4 separate regions of the Mus musculus genome follow, and regions 1, 2 and 3 are each linked to region 4. The links are chromatin contacts, called in public promoter capture Hi-C maps. All regions are on one chromosome and are shown on one strand. The core of a region is the stretch at or near the end of the contact, and the rest is flanking DNA. Distances in the headings are between cores, read along the strand shown. Region 1 holds the start of Pif1 (PIF1 5'-to-3' DNA helicase). Region 2 holds the start of Pclaf (PCNA clamp associated factor). Region 3 holds the start of Pdcd7 (programmed cell death 7). Region 4 holds the start of Rab8b (RAB8B, member RAS oncogene family).

Region 1 (3,524 bases), core at 851-3,350, 1.3 Mb after region 4:
AGTACCAGTAGGGGGCAGGGAACCCAGGATATGTTTCAGCAGGTAGGACTTTCCTGTCCCTGGGTAGTAGGCAAAGTCAGAGTTGCCTGCCTGCTCCCCCCTAGGGCTGCCCACCACCTTATTCCTGCTCTATTACCTGCGCTCCCAGTGAAGAAAATGCTCTGGCCTTTCAGAACCATCCTCAGCACAGCGGCCTGCTCTTCAGAAAGCTTCGGTTTGGTGGAGGGCATGCGCAGCTTCTTCACAGGCAGGGGCCACCTTGGAGCTTCCTGGGAGGAACAGGGCTGTGTCAGAACCTCCTGCCATGCTGCTTGGTCTGTATGCACTGCAAAACAGCCCTTTGCTGTGCTCTTGACGTCACTTGGAACTTTGAGCAGGCTTGGGTCATCCGAACTTAGTCCCGACAGATACCAGACTTCATTTCTGGCTTTTCATCAGTTCAGTGTCAGGCATCTTAGATTGGTGACCACACCCGATCGAATCTAAAAGCTCCGTCAGATCCACCTGATGGTTTTCTCCTCAGGTGATTGGACGATTGCCTGCCCCTGATCCCTTTCTATTATTTCCCAAAGTTCCTCTCTTCTGGGACTTAATACCCGTTCTTTCCTCTAAGTTTTTGTCTTGTCTCCTCCGCCGCTATTTCTTTGGATGTGGCCAGGATCCTAGTTTCCTGTTCTCAGCTTATCTAATCTTGGGACTTACTGGTGGGTAAGCATGGATGATTTACACCTCACCATCATATTCAAATAAGGTACGATGGGCATTTCAAATCACCAGCTGTCTCCTTAATACTCCTGACTATCTTCCCCCAACCTTGGGCCTCCAGGGTTTCTTCGATCCTCAATAATAGCTCGCCCACACTCCCTTTTTGGTTCTCACCGTACTAGTCTGGGATTCCATTGGCCGCTTTTCCAGCGCAGAATCTGGAGCCTTGGTGGCTGCAGCACGCTGCAGTTCCTCTGGCTGCACTGGACTGATGGTGACAAAGTCTCGGGGCCGCGGGCCGAGCAACTGTGCGCGGGCAGAGGCGGGTCCCGGCCCAGGGGCAACCGCCAGCTTCAGGCGCAGCGTGCGCAGGAAGCGGCGCAAGCGCTCCGGGGGACAGTCGGAGAGGAGCAGTTGCACTGAGCCAGCTCCAGGGACTCCATCGGTGGGGAGCCGCAACGTGCTGCGCCCAGTCGCAGCGAAGCGGGTGAAGAGGCGCACGGCGCGTAGCGGGAAACAGCGTGGCCGCCCCGTGGGTCCCGGTGCCTGCAGTCGCAGCATTAACTCACGTCGTTCGTTTCGACCTAGGCTCAGCTCTGCGGCGCGCAGGGCCTGGCGCTTGCGAGGTTGCCCTCCAGGACTCAGCTCCTCCACGGCTACCCGGCACCGGAGCTCCGCATCGTCACATTCATCGGTCGCCGCCTCTGTGCTAGAAGGCATCTCCAATGCCTCTGCAGGCGTGCAGAGACCGGAGCGCATAAGTCACAGAAAATCGAGATGTAATAGGTGGTATGGCTGCGGTGACGGGAAATCCTGTCCAGACCTCTTAGTGTCAACAGGTTGTCACTGGTAACAGAAGGTGCCACCAAGATATTCCAAGCACTCTGGAGCGAGGAGAAACGTCCTCTGCTGCTGGAAGGTGGGGTCACATGCACTTAGGATTCGCGAGCGATTGTCCTGCAATGTCCACATTAGAAAGGTGTTCCTGCTCAGAAAAGAAGCTTGTTGAGGAGACTCACCCAGGCCAACAGGGGACTCGTTAGGGACTTCTACCCAGGAAGCAGAACAATAATCACACGTTGGGCGATGGGAAAGAGACTGGCTGGAAGTGAAAACAGGCTGAGACTTGCACACCCCCTTCAATAACCAATTAGTAGGTATCAGGGTCAGTGTGGTTCCAGTGCTTTGGAAAGGGTAAATGATTAGGGAATGTCTGGAACCTCCAGGCCCAGGAATCCATTGTCCCTCCGTCTGACCCACGAATCTGTACCTCTCCCAGCGAGGATCACTAAAATAATCGCGTTCTTTGCCTCCCACCTCAAGGATCCGATAGACTCGTTGCTTTCAGATGAAAAAGCTGATCTGAACCGGCCGGCAGAAAGCTTCAGCAGGAAGAACATTCAAATACTAGGAATAGAAAAACCACCCTATCACCGGCCTGGTCTTTAAATTCTCTAGCCAATCAGGGACAGGGGCGGGGGCGTGTCTACGGGCCGGCGTTTCTTCGTCTTTCCAACTCTCTGAGGACAGTTAACCAGAAGCAGGCTTTTTGTGTTTGGTCTTGGGTGCGTTTTAGAGTTCCACGAGTGGGCGTGGTGGGGTAGGGATGGGGCTGCGGCTCCGTGGCGCGTGGCGTATTGTTACCCAAGGCGGCTCTAAAGATTTGAGAACCCTTCAATTTACGCTGTCTGCTTTTCTCATTCTACCACCACCACATGACTGTGCTTGGCTTTGGGGAGACCCTGTTCCCACCCACAGAACGAACCACTGGCTCCTGTTCAGGTCATTCCCTGGGCCAGCCAAGTCCGCTTCCCTGTTCCCTAATTCTTTGCCCTTCTCTGCCCCCTTGTCTTTTACCCTGCTGAGACTACAGATGTCCAGTGGTTATAAAGGAAGCCAGTTAGTCCTTGTTCTCAGGGAATTCTTACTCCTCTGGTTGCTTTGACCACTCCGAGAATTTATCTTTTTCAGTTGGGGCCTTGTTACATTTTATAGGCTTTTTTTTTTTTTTTTTTTTTTTTTTTTGGTTTTTCGAGACAGGGTTTCTCTGTGTAGCCTTGGCTGTCCTGGAACTCACTTTGTAGACCAGGCTGGCCTCGAACTCAGAAATCCGTGTAGGCTGGTTTTAAAAATTCCTGGCCTTAAGGGATCCTCCTTCAGCTCCCTAAATAGCTGTGACTATAAGCACTTGACAAGATCCAGCTTTGAAAACTTACTTTTAATTATTATTTTTCCTTCACTGAAGTTTGAAATTACATAGCTGGAAGGGATCTTCTGGGTGGGTCCAGTCACCTCATTTTACAGATAATAATAGCCACTACAAACTAAATTCATTCATTCTTTCTTTCTTTCTTCTTTCTTTCCCCTCCCCCTCTTCCCTCCAAGATATCATATATCCAAGGCTAGCCTCAAATATCTCTAAGTTGCTACTCTCAGGGACATAACATTGAGTTTCTGATCTTTCTGCCTCCACCTAAATGTTACAATTCCATGCATCTACCACTGTGGCCAGTCAGCGCTGAGGATCAGAGTGTACAGCCCTCAAATTTGATATTCAAAATAAGAATTATAAGAATTGTTAAGAATTATTTTACTTTATGTGTATGAATGTTTTGCCTGCATGTGCTCCACTTGTGTGCCTGTTGAACCTCCTGAAACTGATGCTTGTGAACCACCACGTGGGGTCTGGGACTTGGAGATCTCTGCAAGACCCATGTGTGCTCTTTACTGCTGAGCCATCTCTCTAATCCTGAAAATGTTTTCGTTGGAACTGGAGGAATGGCTCACAGGTTAAGACCATTTGTTTTCAGCTAGTACAG
Region 2 (3,849 bases), core at 1,348-3,847, 1.0 Mb after region 4:
CGTAATTTAGACTGGAGAGATACTCAGTGGCAAAGACCACTTGCTGCCTCTCAGAATGCGAGAGTTGAGCTGGAGAAAGGGCTCTGCAGCTAAGCGTACGCGTTTTCCTTGCAGATTACCCAGGTTCCAGTCCCACACAGTGTCTTGAAATCTTCATAACTCCAATCCTGAAAATCTGATGCCTTCTTCTGGCCTATATGGGCACACATGTAGTACACAGATAAACAGTGAGCAAAATACTCATAAAATCTTAAATAACGAAGACTAGAGTTTGATTCTTAACACCCGTATCAGGTAATTCACAACTGCTCATTATTCCAGCTCCATAGAATCCAATGTCAGGTACCCATACACAGGTGTCTGTCTGTCTCTGTCTCTGTCTCTGTCTCTGTCTCACACACACACACACACACACACACACACACATTTATATATTAATCCCTTGATACAGAAGCCTGATGTCCTGAATCCAATCTCAAGGTACCACATAAAGGTAGAAGTAGAAAACCAACTCCCAGAAGTTGTCTTCAGACCTTATTCGTGCCACAACACATATATACACCCCCGTAGCAACAATAATACATTTTATAAAATGTATTTTTCCTTAATATACGTTTGTGCCATATAAGATAAATTGTCCAAATTTAATTTAGCAGATTTATTTATAATTTGTTTATTTATTAATTTATGAGGGTTTATGAGTGTAAATTTGGTTCAGAGATTGAACCCAGAATCATGTGCTAGGCAAGTGCCCTACTACTCAGGTATGTTTCTTAGAACGATTAGGTTATTTAGTTAAAAAATATATACACTGTGAGCCAGGCTAGTGGCAGAGGCCTATAAGCTCAGCTACTTGGGAGGACAAAGCAGAAGGATCCAAAGTTCAAAACCTGCGTGTATTACCAAGCAAGCACAAAGCCAACGCAGGCAGGTTACTGAAACTCCAATCCCAAGCCCTCTCCCCATTACAGATAGAGCTAAGAACACAGTTCAGCAATGGACTCTGCCTGAAATGCCCAAGGCCATAGATTCAATCCCCAATACCTGGGGAAGGGGAAATGTTAAGCTTTCTATAAGAGTAAATCCTACTTTTCAAAGCTGCTGGCTCCTTTGCATAAGAAAAATACCATTCCTGGTTATATTTTAATATAGGAATGTAAAATCAAAATTCAGAGAAAATTGCCCCTTTAAAAAATATAACAGGAGAATGGTGAATCTCACCTACAATCCTGGAAACCCAAGTTTGACCTGCTAATCCCCTAAATTGAAGATCTTAAAGACAGAGAGATCAGAAGTTGAAGGCCAGCTTTAGCTACGTAACAAGTTTGGGGCTACCCTGAATTACATGAGAACGTGTGTGTGTGTGTGTGTGTGTGTTATTCCAGCAGTGGGGAGATGGAGGGCAGAAGGATCTGGAGTTCAAAGGTGTTCTTTGTACATAAAAATGTTGAGGCCAGCCTGGGCTACATGAGACCTTGGAAGAAGGAAAAGGGAGGGAAGGAGGGAGAACAAAAGGGAGGAGAGAGTTAAAAAGGAAGGTCGGATAGGGGAAGAACTGGGGAGTAGAGGAGGAGGGAAAAGCAGAGACAAAAGCAAACCAATCTGGGGCAGTGTGGTTAGCTCAGCGGTAGGGTACTTGTTCAACATGGGCAAGGAAGGCCCAGGGTTCAGTTCCCAAAGATTGCATGCATGGTCAAACAGACACTCACATACATCCCCCAACCGGAAACGCGGTAGTACAGTCAATCATCACCATAAATCTAATGAGGAGACACTTAAGTAGCCTCCAAGAAAATAGTAACTGTTAACAATTTTTAAAACACCATTCAGAAAAGAAAAAAAAAAGTTTAAAAATATACTGCCCCTCACCACCAAGACATGAATTTTCCATTGGACCCTCACCCCCATCCAAGCCTGCTGAAAGACTAAGGCTCCCTTAGAGGGCGAGAAAGAAATTTAGGTGTGAGAATGTCAACGGAAACAAATTCCAGAGGAAGGAAACTAAGTAAAAATAAATCCACCGCGGGTCAGGACCACACAGGTTAGTACTGCCTTGCCCGGCCTGATGCTCTCGGGGTGTTACTTCAGAAGCTTCCACGACCCTTCCTACCTTTTCTCGACGAACTTGAAGAATTGGTGACAAAGGTGGAGGAGCCAAGCACCTTCCTAGGGGCTTGAGAAGCCACCGCTGCAGAGAGAGATAAATAGGGGCGTTCAGAAAAGGCAGGAGGGTTCGGATCCCCGAGCTTTGTTCTACAACAGTCCCAGGCCAGTAAAGAGGAGGGAGATGAACAGCAGCAAACGACCTTGCCTGTTCTCTGCAGCTTATTAGCAGTGAGGGCCGGGAGCCTGCCTTCTAGCTGCTCAATGGGAGGCAGCCATGGGCGTCTCCACCCCTGGACAGGCTGCCTAGGGAACCCCCTGCCACCTCGCTGCATCATTTACCTTTTCTGTAGGCTCCTGGAACGTAGTTTGCTTTGGTCCGCACCATGTTCACACAAGAAGAGACAACTTTCACCGTCACCCCAACTGCAGATGTCTCAATTAGAGAAGAACCCGAAAATGATGTTCCCGCCACCGTTTAAATGGGTCTCTTTCCCGCGCGCTCCAAGCGCTTGAGAACCTCGATTCTTATTGGTTCCGCGCCTTCACTCTGGACCAATTGACAGCGTCCAGCAGTGACAGCCTCGAGACTTAAGGTTTTGCTGGCCAGTCAGTCCATCAGCCCCAGTGGTCGTGATTTGTACCTCCCTGGTAGGCGGTGCTAGGACTCTGGGTGGGGGAAGAGGGGGGCACGAAGTATGGAGGTGAGGTAGATAGGTTGTGAACTAGCCAAAATAAAACCAAGTAGAGATAGGGATTGTAAAATTTCTTCAAAAGTTACCAGAGTTAAATCCATGATAATTAAACACTGAAAGTGAAAATTAAGTGGACTTTTCTATGTAAATCATAACTAAAGTTTAGTATCCTAAGGATGAACCCTACTGTGTTCTAAAACAACTTTCTGAGGCGGGAGAAAGGAAAACTCAATTTAGTTTATTTAGTTTACAGTGTTTTAAAAACCGTTTTCAGATCGCATGAGACAAAAAATTAGGACAAATTGTCCATACACATATAAAAATAAGTAAATAAAATTTAAAAAACATGGCCAAAGAATTTTTTAAATGCCAAATGTAAAAGGGTCACAGCACCAACCCACGTGAGGATAACCCTGCAAAAAAGAGATCATATTGTCTGACCCATATTTCAAATTACAATATTCCTAAGAATTTGTGTTTGTTCTGAATGCCATGCACGAAACAAAACCGTATGTGCTTGCTGCAGAATGCTGTCTGTTAATGCTTGTTTAAAAGATGACCCTTCAGCATGTTACAGAACTACTTTTCTGCAGTGAATTATGCTTGAACAGCAATGAAATCTATTCAGGGCCTTAACCAAATCAACAATTAATAGTATATTCAATTTAAAGATTTTAAAGCCAGGCCTACTGCACCTTGTAATCTCAGCCCTGAGGAGGCAGAGAGACTGGGAAATTGTGAGTTCCTTGCCAGTCTGGGCTAGATCACAATATTTTAGAAAAAAGAAAAAAATATAGAAAGGAAGAAAAGAAAAGGGGCACAGTAGTTGAGAGTATTGCTGCTTTTTCAGAGGAACCCAGTTCAATTCCTAGCACTAGCATGGCAGTTCATTCATGGCAGTAACCAAGCTCCAAGTGACTTGGCACCCTCACACAGACATGCAGGCAGGCAAAATGCCAATACACATAAAATTAAAATAAATCGTTTATTTAAAAAAAGAAAGGAAGGAAGGAAAGGAAAGAGCTAGACCGAAAAAACAGGAGCTGGAGAG
Region 3 (3,622 bases), core at 776-3,275, 1.6 Mb after region 4:
TCCAATGTCCTCTTCTGACCCCATAGGCAGGAGGCACATATGCAGTGCACATACACACACAGGCAAAACAATCACAAAACCCAAAATAAATAACTCTGAAACAACAATAACAATAGTAATAGCATTCAAAGGAAATGAGGATGTCTTCAACCTACACTTGGCAAATCCTACTTTCTCCCGGGTTCTACTGAAGAACATGAGACAGACAAGCTTTGAAGTCATACAACTTGGGACTAAATCTGAGGTAATATTGGTATACAGGCTTGTGTGACTGCTGTCAAGTTAGCTGCTTTAAGTCTCAGTCTGTAAAATTAGGGTAATGAATTCCTCGGGATTGTGTGCAGGACACTAGTGTAGTGTCTACTATAGATATGAGTACTGAACAGGGGTAAGGAAGGCATGGACAAAACAGCACAGCAACCTGAGAGACCAGTGGGACCGGGCTATGCACACTCTCCAAAAATAACCGGAGTATCTCATGGGCCTTGTGGCTGCCAATCTGTTGACAGTGTTTTCCTTTCTAATCTGCACTTGCTACTTACTGCATTGTTTTTGAATATAGTTTTCCTGCTATTTTTACAATTTTGTGTGAGTCCTTAATTCAATCATTTGAGTAAGAGGCCAAGTACCTGGAAACACCTGATCCAGACAGACCCACTCCACCGGATACACTGGTATTCATAGTATCAAACCAAAACAAATGAACCCGGGAGAGAACTATTATCAACCTCATCAGCCAATTATGTTATAAAGGTTTCTAGGTGTGGTCCAAGTCCTCTACATTTGCATGCTTTAGGACAGTATAAAAGATACTGCTCTGCATCTTCAGTAAGTGGATCCAACTTTGAAGCAGGACACAAGAGGTGTGTCCTCCCAGAAATGCACCAGTGTAAACCTGTCGCGTGTTTAAGGGACTTTATAGTCCAAATTCTAGAGTTTTATGCACCACACATCGTCAACAAGGAATACAGAGCAAAGAAGTGGCAAAGGCTAGCTTTCGCGGATAAGCATACAAGTTAACTAGCACGCAGATTCGAGTTCCAGACACCACAGCTCCAACCACCGAGCGCATACTGGTTCTCACCCGCTTCTTTTCCTCCACTTCCTGCACGCACTTCACCCTCCAGCGGTCAATCTCCTGCTCCCGTTCCGTGGCCTGCGCGGCCTCCGCCTCCCGCTCAGCCTCCCGATCCCGGGCCCTCTCACGAAGCCGCAGCCGGCGGCGCCGGACCCTCTCCAGCCTCCGTCGCGCCTCGCCCACATAGGCGGCCTGGGCCAGCGGCTGCAGCCGCTCCGCTAGCTCCGCTCGTAGTGGCGCCGCCTGAGCGTGCAGGGAGGCCCAGGCTGCTCCGTCGGCCTCAGCCTCGCGCAGGGACTGCCCCAAGCTGCGTAGCCGCCGCACCAAACGCAAAGCGGAACGCAACCGCGCGCGGACTTCACCCAGGCTGGGCCCGGCGGGTGTGCGCGGGGTCCGGAGGCCACCGGGCCGCCGGGGGTTCCCGAACACCGCCTCCAGCCACTGCCGATCACGCAGGCGCTGCAGGGCCGCGTCTCCGAGCACGTCGGGCGGCGGCGGCGCCTCCGCCCAGCGCGGGCTCCAGGGCGGCCCGGGACCTGGAGGCGGTGGCCGTGGACGCTCGACGGCGTCGGGCCCCGGGAAGGGCCGGCACTGCGGCGGCGGCGGCGGCAGCGGTGGGGGTGGCACCGGGAAGAAGGCGCCGCCACCGCCACCGCCGCGGGAGGCCTCGGCTGGCGCGCGGGGCTGCAGGGCCAGCGGAGGCTGGAGGAAGGGGGCGGAAGCCCCCGGGAAGGGGCCGGGTCGCTGGGGAAGGGGCGGCGGGAAAGCCGGAGAGGGCAGCGGCGGGGGCGGACAGCCGAATGGAGCGGAAGGCGGTGGCTGCGGAGGGGGAGGTCCCTGACGGCTCTGGGCGAAAAAAGGTGGCAGAGCCATGTCTGTAGTGCAGCGGTTGGGAGCAGTGACAGTAATCTGGGAACTTCTTTATCCGGGTTCCAGGAGGAAGTGACGTGTATAACGTGCGACCGGTGCTTGACTCACTTCCCGGAAGCGAGGCGTAGTGCAGGACCTTGGTTTGTCGTGCCAGGAAGCTTGAACCTTCCCAAACCACCAAGGATCCGTCTCCGATGTTAGGGTTTATTTCGGGCTCAGGCTCGGGCTCTCCTCCAAATCGACCTTAACACAGCAGGACAGAAAGAGAAGGCGGAGCAGCCCTGAACCCTCAGTAGAACAAGTTTTTATAGAAAAATAAAAGCTGAAAGGAAATAAAACTTGAGACATGTGATTCATGTAATTTATGTCAAATAGCCCAAAGAGTTGTTTGTGAGCTTTGAAACCTGGGGCTGAGAACATAGCAGAACAGGCCAGGACATGCCCCCCTATCTCCCGCCCTTCTGACAGTCTGTTGATGTTTAAATGAACCAATCATGTGAAACCTCGCCAATTCCTCCCCCAGCCCCATCCCTTTTCTATAAAAATCCCTAGCTTCCAAGCGTCAGAGTCGAAACCACTGTCTCCTGTGTGAGATACGTTTCGAACCGGAGCTCTGCCATTATGGCTCCACCATGTGGTCGACACCTCTGTCTCCTGAGGGAGATATATGTCGGCCCGGAGCTCCGTCATTAAACTACCTCATGCTTTTACATCAAGATGGTTGTCTGTTCGTGATTCTTGGGTGCGCTCCGAATGGAAATTGAGTGGGGGTTTCCCCACTAGGTTCTTTCAAAGCGAGGGAGGGGTTGTCCAGTCTGGCAAGCATCTAATAGAATGACTATAAGCCAATAGTTGGGTGCCCTGAATCGTGCATTTGATCACAAACAGTTTGAAAGTACATCTGAAACAATCAAACTAATCTTTGATTAACTGTTGCTAGGAAGTAGCTAGGGATTAACTCTGGCCAAGGACAAGCCATGGGGTCCTTTCTGGTATTTTGGTGCAGCTTGAGTTCTGCTTTTTTCTTTTCTTGAAGATGGAGGCTGGTCCCAAGATGGAGTAGGTTTGGCCTCTCCAATTCAGTCTTGAATTCAGAAATCCTGATGATTGTTAACGTTCTAGAGGGACTAGAGACACGGTCTGAAGCTCCGGCTAAGATCTGAAAGACAACAAAAAGTTATGAGAGGAACACAGGATGGAAGCAGCAGGTACTAGTGATTTGCAGTATGTCTGCTGGGGGTCGAAAGAATGCAGGGTGTAAAACACAGAAACACAAAGAGAAGCTAGGTGGTCTTGGAGAGATAGATGTTACAGTGTCCATATGTCATATTGATAGAACCTAGTGGGGAAACCCCCACTCAATTCCCGATTTGGTGTGCACCCAAAACCCAAAAAATCACGAATAGACCGTCTTTGATGTAAACACACAAGGTAGTTTAATGATGGGGTTCCGGACCAACATGCATCCCACACAGGAGATAACGGATGTTGGCCACAGGCTCGAAAGCTAGGGGTTTTTATGGGGTAAGGAGCTTAGGGGTGTGGAATTCAGCATAGCGACATGCTATTGGCTTATTCAAACATCAGCAGAAAAATTACATGTACGTGCAGGATGTCAGAGTTCTATGAGTTGTTGACTCAGTTCAGATAGCCCTGTTATGTCCTCACATTCCT
Region 4 (3,559 bases), core at 1,010-3,509:
GCCCCCATTACATACATATACACAATAAAGATAAAAAATGATTTAAATTTAAAAATAAAGTTAGGAAAACTCCAATGGACTTTGAAGACTTCTTTCCTTCTGTTCAATGAATGAGGACCAAGGAATGGACCTGAGCCATGGACCATTCAGACCCTGGTGAAGCCCTACTCAGAGGCATGCTTCAGAATTTGGCTTGGGCAAAGAAGCTTGATTGATGCCAGAAGGCAGGGATCCCTTCTCCAAAGGGAACTTAGTCCTTCCTCAGAACCATGACTTTGAAGGCAGCTTTGACCTAAGGCATACTCTAGACATTAGATATTAAGTTGGCAAAAGTAGCTGCTGCCCTCTGGGCATTGTGTGATCAATAAGTATGAGCTAATGATACCTTTCATCTTCTCTCTACACTGGAAGTGATGGTCAATATTAGGAACAACTAAATTTTCTGCTACAATAGGACCAGACATGCAACATTGCTGATATTGTACATGAAGTCACAGGCATTGTTGAATCTTAGAAGAATTTGTCAATGTGTTCAATTAACTGTCCAGTTTTTTTATTATTATTCTAATGATTAACTCCACTGCTTCCTGTAACAACCTCTGCTAGAAGGTATTTCCTTGTCTCTAAGGTAAGTTTTGTCCTAGAGGGTTTTAGATAGTTTGTTGTCAGGCAGGGCCCCTTTAATACTCTTAAAAATGGAGGCATCCAAAAGAATTTTTGTTGGTGTGTGTGTATGTTAGGACAGTTGGTATTTAACATATTTTAAATTAAAACTGAAAAAGAAGCAGAGATGAGACAGAGACTTCTGACAAGATAAAGCTCCTGGTCCCCCTTAGCCACTCCTTCCTCATGATCTGGATAGTAAACCCTTGTCTCACAGGGGCTTGATCTGGCTGGGTTTCTGCCACTTGCAGATAAAAGAGCACTGAACAATAAAGAATTAGTCTAGGGTAATAAATAATGAAGGCTTGAATTGAATACATCAAAGTGCTATTTCCTCCCTTCCTTTTGCCACCCATTAATTGAAAGCCTCCTGAGGAGTGATAAATTTAAACGCAACTAACACCTACACTTCACAGCACCTTACCAAGTTTCAAAGTGCTTTCACACTCAGTATTTAATTTTCACTACAACCTATGAAGTAGTTTGTTTTTCATTCGTCTTTACAGATGAGAAAACTGAGACGTGTCAAGCCTGTGAGACTTCACACAGCTGTGAAGTGGCTTAGCAAAGACTAAATCCAAATCTAAATCTCTACATCTTCTATGGCCAAAGTTCCCGTCACCTGTCTCAGGTGGCGCTATTTTATAAGCTGTTCGTAGCACAAGCCTTCCCACATCTTTCTTCTCTTCTCTTCTCTTCTCTTCTCTTCTCTTCTCTTCTCTTCTCTTATCTTATCTTCTCTTCTCTTCTCTTCTCTTCTCCCTCTCTCCCCTCTCTCCCCTCTCCTCTCTTTCTTTCTTTCTTTCTCTCTCTCTCTCTCTCTCTCTCTCTCTCTCTCTCTCTCTCTCTCCCTCCCTCCCTCCCTCCCTCCCTCCCTCCCTCCCTCCCTCTCTCTCTCTCTCTCTCTCTCTTTCTTTCTTTCTTTCTCAAGAATTCATCCTCCCGCGGTGCGCGAGGCGGTATCTATGAAGCAGAGCCTCTAAAATGATCATCGCATTTGGCTGTGGCCTGTAGTTCAGAAGGCACAAGTGGGAATGAAATTAGCCCGCTAACATCACTCCTTGAGCTCTATAATTGAAGGGCTGTGGAAGGGGGCCTAGGAAATGGGCGGGAACGGGAGAGGCTGGGTAATACTCTGCAGCTAATTCACAGACTTCGTGAACCTTTGCATCTCCAAAGAAAGCTTGCCGAGCTCCGGGTTCAGGCAAGTAGATGAGCGAACTGCAGGACTTAGATTCCGAGGTCTTGGATTTGAAAGATGCCCATAAACAAAGAAACAACAAAGTCAAGTTCCCTTGGCAAAAGAAGAGGAGTTTGAAACGAAGCGTCTTTTCCCTGTAAGGATGGAAAGTCTTAACACACCACCCTACATCACTCAGATTTGTTATCCAGGGAGGTTGTTCGGACAGTTTGGGCGAGGCACGCCCGCGGCTCTCCCAGAGTACTACAAATCCCATAAAGCCTCGCGGGGCGGAGGGTGATGACAAGGCGCGGGCAGATTGGCTGGGACGGGGAGGAGCGAGCCTGTCGCCTCAAGAGGGTGGGGCGAGAGGCGGGGCGGGGCGCGGGTGGCTTGGCAGACACGCCCCCTCGCCAGAGGCCCCCCCTCCGCGCTGCTTTCCACCGCCTCCTTGCTCTTGGCGGTCAGAGAGGGCCGGAGTGAGAAGATGGCGAAGACGTACGATTATCTGTTCAAGCTGCTGCTCATCGGCGACTCCGGCGTTGGCAAGACCTGCCTCCTGTTCCGCTTCTCAGAGGACGCCTTCAACACCACCTTTATCTCCACCATCGGTGAGGGAGCGGCCGCGGCCCGGGACGGGAGCTGAGACGAGGGGGGCGGGTGCCTGGGGGCCTGGGAGAGGGCACGCGAGGGCTTGGCGACCGGAGAAGGGGACCCCGAAGGGCCGCGGAGAGGGCAGTGAGAGCCGGAGAGGCTGAAAGGGACGGATGGGGATGCGGAACTGCGGACGGACGAAAGGGAACCGGAGCAATCGGAAACCAGGGGTGTTGGGGACACGAGGGGGCTCCGGGGCGGCGGCGGCAGCGGCGTCCCAGAGGGACGGAGTCGGGGGAACACAGGAAATCGTACGGAAAGAGAAGGAGGGGAGGGAGAGTGAATACGAACGTGGGTTAGAAAGACAGGAAAGAGGAAGGAAATGTGAAGAGGGAAATGAAGGTTTGAGGACTCAAAGAGGGGCTTCAAATGAAGTAAAGGGGCAGAGGACACCAGGGACAAGAGAAGTGAGACTAGGAGGCGGTCAACAGGGAATTGAGGGGAATGACTGACTGAATGATCAGGAGGCAAGCGATAAAACGACATTGACTCTAAAGGTGTGAACAGAGATGCCAAGAGAAAATGCAGAAGATTGTAGGTGGGAGAAGGACTCAGGAGGACCCGAGGGCGACTTGAGGCTACTTGGTGGAGAAAGTGAAGGCGAGCTGAGTGTTAACTAGAAAGGAGAAGGGGAAGCAGGGGATGCAGTGCAGGGGTTGAGAGATCAGAGAGGAAATGGAAAACGCGGGGCTCAGGACTTTCCCTAGTAACTGGGAACGCTGGTTTCCATTTTCTCTTGACATCTTTGAATCGAGATTTAAAAAGTGACTAATGATGGAGTAATGTCTACGGGGTGTTAAAAATCTTTTGAGTGTTTATAGGAATTAAAGGGGCTGGGGACTTTGGGAGATGATGTGGTTAGAAGAAATTTATTGTTCACCGCCTTATTCCGTGTCTTGGGAAGCAGCAGTAAGTTTCTCAACTTTGTAAATTCTTGAGCTCGTGTAGTTGGTAACATCCAAGCCAAGTGATTGACTGTACATTCCGCCTGCCTCCCTGTGTAGTTTCCTTTGATTCTAATTACTTTGTAGGTGAATCATAACATACTGTATATTTCCCAAT

Evidence for each region. Promoter capture Hi-C pulls out the DNA fragments that hold promoters and counts their contacts.
Region 1: a contact with region 4 is called in a promoter capture Hi-C map of pre-B cells, with 5 times the contacts expected there. The contact joins the promoter of Pif1 here to the promoter of Rab8b in region 4. A contact is called at or near these places in 3 of 39 promoter capture datasets (erythroid cells, liver and pre-B cells) and 1 of 115 datasets of contacts at active chromatin or transcription factors (T-cell acute lymphoblastic leukemia).
Region 2: a promoter capture Hi-C map of pre-B cells shows a contact between it and region 4, with 4 times the contacts expected there. The contact joins the promoter of Pclaf here to the promoter of Rab8b in region 4. A contact is called at or near these places in 3 of 39 promoter capture datasets (liver, pre-B cells and stem cell-derived epiblast-like cells), 1 of 484 Hi-C or Micro-C datasets (B cells) and 1 of 9 other capture datasets (liver).
Region 3: a promoter capture Hi-C map of pre-B cells shows a contact between it and region 4, with 5 times the contacts expected there. The contact joins the promoter of Pdcd7 here to the promoter of Rab8b in region 4. A contact is called at or near these places in 3 of 39 promoter capture datasets (erythroid cells, liver and pre-B cells) and 1 of 9 other capture datasets (liver).

The regions. Positions count from the first base shown.
Region 1 is chr9:65,585,750-65,589,273 of GRCm38.p6, reverse strand. It overlaps Pif1 (PIF1 5'-to-3' DNA helicase), which reads right to left and starts at 2,100. Exons shown (of 12, transcript NM_172453.5): 1 at 880-2,100; 2 at 137-269; 3 at 1-59. The coding sequence starts at 1,425.
Region 2 is chr9:65,889,071-65,892,919 of GRCm38.p6, reverse strand. Pclaf (PCNA clamp associated factor) reads right to left here and starts at 2,597. Exons shown (of 4, transcript NM_026515.2): 1 at 2,446-2,597; 2 at 2,111-2,188. The coding sequence starts at 2,491. The region is part of intron 1 of Trip4 (thyroid hormone receptor interactor 4); the gene reads left to right.
Region 3 is chr9:65,344,471-65,348,092 of GRCm38.p6, reverse strand. It overlaps Pdcd7 (programmed cell death 7), which reads right to left and starts at 2,025. Exons shown (of 5, transcript NM_016688.2): 1 at 1,085-2,025. The coding sequence starts at 1,951.
Region 4 is chr9:66,918,405-66,921,963 of GRCm38.p6, reverse strand. It overlaps Rab8b (RAB8B, member RAS oncogene family), which reads left to right and starts at 2,259. Exons shown (of 8, transcript NM_173413.3): 1 at 2,259-2,454. The coding sequence starts at 2,331.